Linked DNA regions of Mus musculus: region 2 is linked to region 1. The links are chromatin contacts, called in public Hi-C maps. All regions are on one chromosome and are shown on one strand. The core of a region is the stretch at or near the end of the contact, and the rest is flanking DNA. Distances in the headings are between cores, read along the strand shown. Region 1 overlaps Bmp7 (bone morphogenetic protein 7). Region 2 holds the start of Bmp7 (bone morphogenetic protein 7).

What was found. A called contact is a pair of places that touch in the nucleus more often than the background predicts.
Region 2: a Hi-C map of nephron progenitors shows a contact between it and region 1, with 1.8 times the contacts expected there. The contact joins the promoter of Bmp7 here to the enhancer-like site in region 1. A contact is called at or near these places in 8 of 484 Hi-C or Micro-C datasets (Sertoli cells, cerebral cortex, embryonic fibroblasts and 4 more) and 10 of 115 datasets of contacts at active chromatin or transcription factors (the SCID.adh cell line, cardiomyocytes, double positive thymocytes and 5 more).

What each region holds. Positions count from the first base shown.
Region 1 is chr2:172,887,837-172,891,628 of GRCm38.p6, forward strand. The region is part of intron 3 of Bmp7 (bone morphogenetic protein 7); the gene reads right to left. Among named protein-coding and RNA genes, the nearest start is that of Gm36254, 26 kb to the left of the region's middle. Within about 2 kb of position 1,580, at least 15 of the 459 cell types and tissues checked have an H3K27ac peak or open chromatin away from gene starts, as enhancers often do. A contact at or near this core is called in kidney and nephron progenitors, where this site is marked.
Region 2 is chr2:172,938,680-172,942,471 of GRCm38.p6, forward strand. It overlaps Bmp7 (bone morphogenetic protein 7), which reads right to left and starts at 1,642. Exons shown (of 7, transcript NM_007557.3): 1 at 976-1,642. The coding sequence starts at 1,390. Gm40010 (a long non-coding RNA gene) reads right to left here and starts at 966. Exons shown (of 3, transcript XR_867069.2): 1 at 1-966.

The DNA of each region.
Region 1 (3,792 bases), core at 330-2,829:
CTGGGGAGCAGCAGTGGTGCCCTCAGGGACCACAGGACTGTCCTGCTTCCAGAAGCAACAGGTGAGCCAGAGCCTGGTGTGACACCAACTCAAAGCACAGGCGCCTGCACAGGCAGCCCCTCGCTTCTCTCCTATTCCACCCCACCCCCACCCCCACCGCCACGTCCAACACCAGCCTGGTGTGCAGGACATGGCTGTCCAGGAATGGGGAAAGAAGGCCATGGAGTCAACACCTTTCCTGTCGTCTTTTCTGTATGAAAAACGGGGTCACCAGGCCTCACCCCCACAACATTCACCCATCCATCCTTCCCAATGCTGCATGTCTGTCTCTGGGAGCCGAGGTGTCCAGAGGGTATTGACTTCCGCCCCACACCACACGCTCGCCCCCGAACCCAGCTGTGACGCTTTGGTGACTAACGGGGGGGGGGGGGGCGCTACAGCTGGAAGGAGGGATAACAGGCAGGCTTTGCACACTGCCTGGGTGGTCTGGGAAGGGCACCTCTGACCTGGGACCTCCCCCAGGGCCAGATGGAGGAAGTGAGCATTCAGCAAGCCAGGGACTCTGCAATTTGCCATCCAGTAGGCTCTGACGTCAGGCCAGCAAACATCAGGCTTCCAGAAGGAACTCTGCGGCGTCCACACCACACACTCGGATGGAAGCAGATGTCCTGGAGCAGGGAGGGAAACTGAGGCCTGGCAGGCAATCAGCTCCAAATTCTGTCGGCCACCAGATGGGTCTCCTCCACCCACGTGGTGTCTGTGGCCTCAAGGTTTGGAGGTCTTGGTTTACTGTTAGTCAGGGTGAGGACTGGTTATCTGCCTCCTGGGATTCTGGTGTTCCCCTGAGCTTGACCTCTGCAGGAACTATGAAAACATCAAGTTCCCAGGGTGGGCACAGGGGACTCTCCTGCCAGCTCAAGGCCCAGCACACAGTAGCTTCTGGTCACCTGTGAGCCTTTTACCCATGTGGTTGCAGGAGGGGAAGTCTGTCAGCCATCCGGCTGTCTACATAAGCAGGGTGTCCTCAGAACGGGATAGGAAGGGTCCCAGTGCTGTTGTTACCAAGGTTACCAAGGTGCCCCGGAAGACAATCATGAGACACCCCCAGGGACTTGCTGGTGGTGCGTGCGAATGGGACCTATGCACCCAGATGACACTAAAGAACCTCTCACTGGAGACCACCGGATGGGGAAGACCACGAACCCGTCGGAAGGCTAGGAAGTGCCCAGTCATCCTGTCCTGTAGCCATCCCAGATGTCCTCACCCGCACAGCCAATGACCTCAGTGTATTGTCTGGATGGTTTAAGGGCAGTCCTTCCCTGGCCAGGTGACCAATGAAAGGCCTTCCTGGGAAAGCACTACACCTGGACAGGGACACCTTCCCTTCTGTCCCTTATCCAGGTACAGACAGAGCCTCACCCTGACGGCTCAAAATGTCTTTAGCTACCAGCCAGGAGAGCTCCGCTTCCAGATGAGCTGTTGATATTTGGAGCCCCGTGGGCTCTCTGGGTATCAGCTTCCTCGCCTGAGCCCGTTCATTTTCCTCAGCTGGCATTCCTCATCCTTAACAGACCGTGAACCCCTCCCTCCGAGGGGCACCTGTGGCTCCTCAGAAAGCACCAGCTGAGGAAGGCTGGTGCAGACCCCGTGCCATAAGCTCCCGCCAAAGTTATCTCTTTCAAAAGAGCCAATACGCCCAGCTTGGCAGGTTATCCGGTGTGTCTCCACAGCTATTCAACTCTGTGATCAGAGCTCAAGGGCTGCTGTGGACCACAGGGTCAGACGGGCATGACTGGTGCCACCAGACACCGGTCTGTGGATGATGAAGAGAGTATCACTGTTTGTGCCAAGCGGAGCTTTCTTCTGGTTTGTTGGAAATCATTTTAAAATATGAAGACTCGTGCTGGGGAGATGTCTCGGTGTGTCAAGTGCTCACCAATCAAATGCAAGGATGTGATTGGATTCCCAGCAACCACGTGAGAAGCAGAGCATGGCTGAATGCCTGGGTAGCCCCAGCACCAGGGTTAGGGGGGTGGAGTAGAGACAGGTAGATCCCTAAAGTTCACTTGGCAGCCTGTCTAGCCAATCAGTGAGCCGAGGTTCACTGTGCAGTATCTCTAGCCAATCAGTGAGCCGTGGTTCACTGGGCAGCCTCTCTAGCCAGTCAGTGAGCTGCAATTTAGGGAGGGCGGGACCCTGTCCAAAAGAAAAAAATTACGTGGAGAGAGCAACAGAGGAAGGCAGCTGACCTTGACCTCTGACCTCCACGTGCCCGTGTGAACATGTATCTATGCACACCCACCCAGGCATACTCACACCAACACACATGTAAACATTCACTCACACAGGAAAAAACAGACTCCAAAGTGAGAACAGCAGCCTTCAAGTCGAGCGTAGTCACCAGGGTGACGACATTCATTTACCAACTCCTGAGGCAGATGACGGAACTCCGGAACTTTCAAGAGGCCTGAGTAAGGCTCCGGGGCAGGGAAAGGGTAGAGACTGGGAGAGGGGGAGACAGCACAGTTTCAGAAAGCACAGAGATCCTAAACACTGCGGTCTACACTCAGCCCTGAACTTAGGTGAGCTTTCGAGAAAGGAATGTTCTAGAAGGTGGGGGATGGGAGGACATGGATAGTTCCAGTTCTCCACATCTTGCTCCCACAGCCCTGGGCCTCAGAAGAAAGAAAAAAAGGGGGGATACCTAAGCCAGACTGTCCTTGTCACCCTCAAGATTTTAGCGAGGGTCCAGACTGAAGCCATGGCCTCAGAGGGCCATGCTAAACTGCAGAGAGCTGGAACGAACAAAAGAGGACCACTGGAGCCCCAGGCAGATGACAGGAAGAGACAGTAGGGTGCAAGGTGGCTCAGTCAGTGAGGGGCTTGCCTCCAAAGCAGGAGGACCCGACTTTGATCTCCCAGAACCCATGTAGGGAAAAAGCCAGGGCATGGAGAGGCAATATTGCTTAGTGGGTAAAGGTGTTTGCCACCAAGCCTGACCAACTGAGTTTGGAATCCACACCATAGGAGAGAGCAGACTTCTTCAAGTTGTTCTTTCATCCTCGTGTGTGTGTGTCCTGTGCGTGCGCGCGCACAAATGTGAAGTTTCTTGTAAAAGCTGTGTTATTCCAACACCAGGAAAACGCAGATACCTGGGCTTCTTCGGCCAGACGACCCCACTTACTTGGTGAATTCAGCCCAGCAGAAAAGGACTGGAGCCTCAGTCCTCACCACGGAGGAGAAACCATCAAACCTCCAGCCTTTATGGCGGTAGTGACAACCACAGTTTATCCAGGCTACACCTGAGTTCTGACCGTTCATAGAATGGTCCAGGATCCAGCATCCAGCATCCAGCATCCTGGGAAGACAAGCTTTCCTGTACTTCACACCTAGTCTAGTTGAATCTTCATTTTGAAAGGTACCCTGGGAGATCCTCTGGGAAGCACACATGTGCCAGAGTACACGTGTGGAAGACGCCTTGCATGAATCCTACTCTATGGGGCTCTAGGATTAAATTCAGTCAGTTTAGCGCTAAGTGTCCCCACCCCTCTCGATGTTCCTCCTGAGACACAATTTTAAATCTCTCCCTCATAGCAACTCATGAAATCCTCTAACAACCCCAGGGCCACATCCCTTGCCACCTGCGTGATGGAGACAAGCGTGCCAAGATCCGGACAGGTCCAAAGTCACAGACTGAGAGCGGGCAGGGCTCAAGACACTGACAATGTGTGACCATAAAACATACCTTAAAGTGAATTAGCTCTTTAAGAGCAGATGGGGCCAGATTCGTTT
Region 2 (3,792 bases), core at 392-2,891, 51 kb after region 1:
TCAGCAACTTCCACAAGCAGAATAAAAGCGACACAGGAAACGGCACTATCAGGACTTGTTATCACCAAAGCCAAATATTTGATGATCTGCCCCACAGCGCACGGCTGGGGGTTAGTTTGAGCAAGTTGAATACGTGTGCGCGCACAGCTGCAGGGGGAGCTGTCTCAGACCAGCCGCAACCCAGCCTCGCATCACTCACTGGGTTGGCTGGAACTCCAGCAGGGAAACGGGTTCCCCAGCCATTCCATGGCGGCCTCTGTTCCGAGGTCCCCAGCCACCCAATCGCCAAAACCCGTGGTTTGCGCGCCACACGTGATAAACGCTGAAAATGGATTCTGCCCGCCCGGGACCTATCATTAAACATTTAAAATAGAAAACTCGCAATGGCAACGTTCTTTCCCCGGCTCCAGCCGAGAGTCCAAAGGTGGGCGACTGGCGGCTAGGCGAGGAGCCCCGCGGCACTCCGAGCGCACGCCGAAACCAGCGCTCCGCAATGGGACAGGTAGGGTCAGAGAGGGGAAGAAAAGGGGATGCGCGGGATGTCAGAACCAAGCTGGCCTCAGAGGGGCAGAGGAAAGGCGGGAAGGCAGCTTTGCCCACAAGGGCCCTTTAAATCCAGGTAGCGCGGGCCGCTGAAGCCGGTTCAGCTCACATGACCCAGCCGGGCGCTTTGAACTAAGCCGCTGCCGAGCCGGGACCTCCCGCCCCTGAGTGAGATGAACCCGCGGCGGAGCAGACAGAGACTCAGGGCTGGGGGTGCACCCTCCGGATAGCCCGGACAAACCCTCCGAGCCAGCAAGACTTATCCGAGACGCACAGAGCTTAAAGTCTACTAAGACCCCGGGGCGAAGAGTCTCTGGCGGGCACTGATGCTTTGCAAATGGAAAGGTGGACCACAGTGGCTGTAAGCAGAGACCCTCTCCCAGTCCCAAAGTGGCCCCAGTCTGAAATATATCCCCTCCCACCGCCACTCACCTAGGTTGACGAAGCTCATGACCATGTCGGCGTCAGTGAGGAAGTGGCTGTCCTGCAGGCTGGCTAAAGGGGGGCCCTGGGTACTGAAGACGGCCTTGTAGGGGTAGGAGAAGCCCTGTCCGTCCGGCCCGCTCTCCTCCACCGCCATGGCGTTGTACAGGTCCAACATGAACATGGGCGCCGAATTATGCTTTCCCTGGAGGTGCGGGCGCGGGCGATGGGGCAACCCTAAGATGGACAGGATCTCCCGCTGCATCTCCCGCCGCTCCTGGCTGCGGAGGCGCCGGTGGATGAAGCTGGAGTGCACCTCGTTGTCCAGGCTGAAATCGGCCAGGGCGGAGCGCAGCAAGAACAGAGGCGCCCAGAGCGCCACGAAGCTGTGTGGCGCCGCAGCGCGCAGCGAGCGCACGTGCATCGCGCCGGCTCTACGCGCGATCCGGGGCACCGGGCCCGCGCCGCCCCAGGTGGCAGCGGAGGGGGCAGGGCAGCGGTCCACGACCCGAGGTCACTTGCTGCAGGCGAGCTTCAAGGCGGCCTCGCCACACATGGCCACTCCCCGGCCGGCTGCGCTTTGCCCGGGACGCCCCTGTCCTTTACTCAGTTCTGGCCCGGGGCCCCTCGGCCCGCACTCGCCAGGACGCACGGCAAGGCTAGCACAGCAACTCCAGAGAGCGAGCAAGAGAGCGAGGAGGCGGGCCGGGGTGGGAGGAGCAGCAGCTTGCAGACCTACAAGTCCGGAGAGCGAGTGCCGGAGAGGCAGCTGGGCGCTGAGCGAACCCTAGCTCCCTCCTCCCGCTCTGATCGCGCTCGGGCCCGCGGGCACCAGCAACAAACCCCTTTCCGATCTCCCGCGTGCCCAATACAAGGGCCCTGCGCGCCCGGATCGCCCGCCCGCCGCCTCGGGAGCCCCGGAGTTGGGCGCGCTGGGGCCGGGGAGCGGGGGAGGAGCGGGAGGACTGACTTCCCCGCCCCTCCCGCTCCCGCTGCCTCCCACCTGCGCCTGTCCCCGCCCTCCCCAAGCCTGGCCCAATGGCTTCATTCATTCCTCCCAGGGCGCTCTACAAATATTTACCGAGTGCCCACCGGGTGTCCGGCACTGGGACAGACGCCGCAGGGACCCAGAGAGAAGAATCCCAATCTGCCCAGCTCTCTCGGGACTCGCACTTGGAAGTGGCCAAAGTGTAGCAACTAAGGGCTGTGCTAGGAAAGCATCCGGGAGGGAGCGCAGGAATCCGAGAAGGCTCCTCGGAGGTGGCCACTCTTGGACCTGGCTCATCTTTCGAACCGCCCCCCCCCCAACACTCCATTTGCTCCAGTCATGCAAAACCCCCTCGGTACCCCCACCGCTTGCCCCTCTGCTATCCTGGCTTTTGTTCCTCGGGGAACGTTCTCTCCCTGCCCCTCCCCCCTCGGGTGCCACTTCCTCTGGGAACCTTCCAGGACTGGCAGAGATAATGTGGAGATAAAGTTCTTTCTACACTTCACTCCCCCAACACACACACACATACACACACACACACACACACACACGCGCACACACACACACACACACACACACCTCCCCTCAAGTCCAGCACCCAAGGGATCCGGGCCCAGGTACTTCTCGGCTTTTCCTTCCCAAGTATCTTTTAACCCAAAGCCTTCAAACCCCAGATGCTGCAGCTCTACAGAGTACATAAGTGAAATCTGGGACTAGAGAATGTTCCCACCCCCCTCCTCTCTTGGGGGGGCGGGGTCCTGACATGAGTCCTTTGGTACCTCACTGTCTAACAACCCCACCCCTAGCCCCAGGTAGGGCCTGAGGAGTAGGCAGTTGGTACCCAAGTTCAGAAGAGCTCCCGACTGCATTTTCCTGTCTCAAAGGACTAGCCTCCCTCTCCTCCCAGGAGGAAACGTCCCAGACAGATACTGGGTCTCTCAGTGGATTGCTGCTCTTTGGAGCCTCCGTTTCCTAATCTGAAAAATGGGAGCAAAGCAGCCTTCACCCAGAATGGCAGTGAGTGAGTGGGGATGGTGAGCCAGGCTTCCTGCTTTGCTGAAGGTGGGCGACAAGCCAAGCGTTTCAGGGGTGGTAAAATGGCAAGTAGGGGCTGGGGAAGGGCCTTGAGTAGGGGGTCCCTCTTGAAGTCCTAGGGTGAGATGGGAAGCCTGGTCTTTCAGGCTTCCTGGAACAGAGATAACTACCTAGGTCTCTCAGGGCTCCTTGGTAGGAATTTTAGGTGATGTGACTGTCTGAGGGGCTAAAAGAGACATGCAGGTCTTAGCCCAGGCCTTGGATGCCACCAGTACTGAGTCCCTGGCCAGTGCAGACCTGAGAGGCCCCTCCCTGGACCTGCTGTGGTGGGTGATCTGAGGCCAAGCAGGCTGCGAGCTGGAGACATGACCTCCGGTGACCATGTTACAGTTCTTGATATTGAATAAACAAAGGGGCCCTGCCCTCATCCTGAAGGCTGTGTGTGGCCTTCTGTGGCCTGCATGGGTGCCACACACAGGCCAGGCAGGAGAACGTTGGGTGAGTGGGCAGGCAAGCATGGCAACCTCCACGGCTACCTGGTTCTTGGGCCCCTGGAAACACTAAGGACCTTCAGTAAGGTCCGGAACAGAAGGGTAGCAAGCAGTCTTTCCCTTTGCTTCTCTCTGAGAAGCGTCAGAGCCCAGTCGGAGGAGGCACCGAAGAAGGGAGAGATAGGGCACCTGGCTAGCCTTGGGTAGAGGAGGGATGTGTGACCTATGCATGGACGGCAGCCATGACAGGAGAACCACCTTGTCCTCTGTCCATGAAACAAAGCCGTGGGCCACTGAGTCTCCACAGAGAGA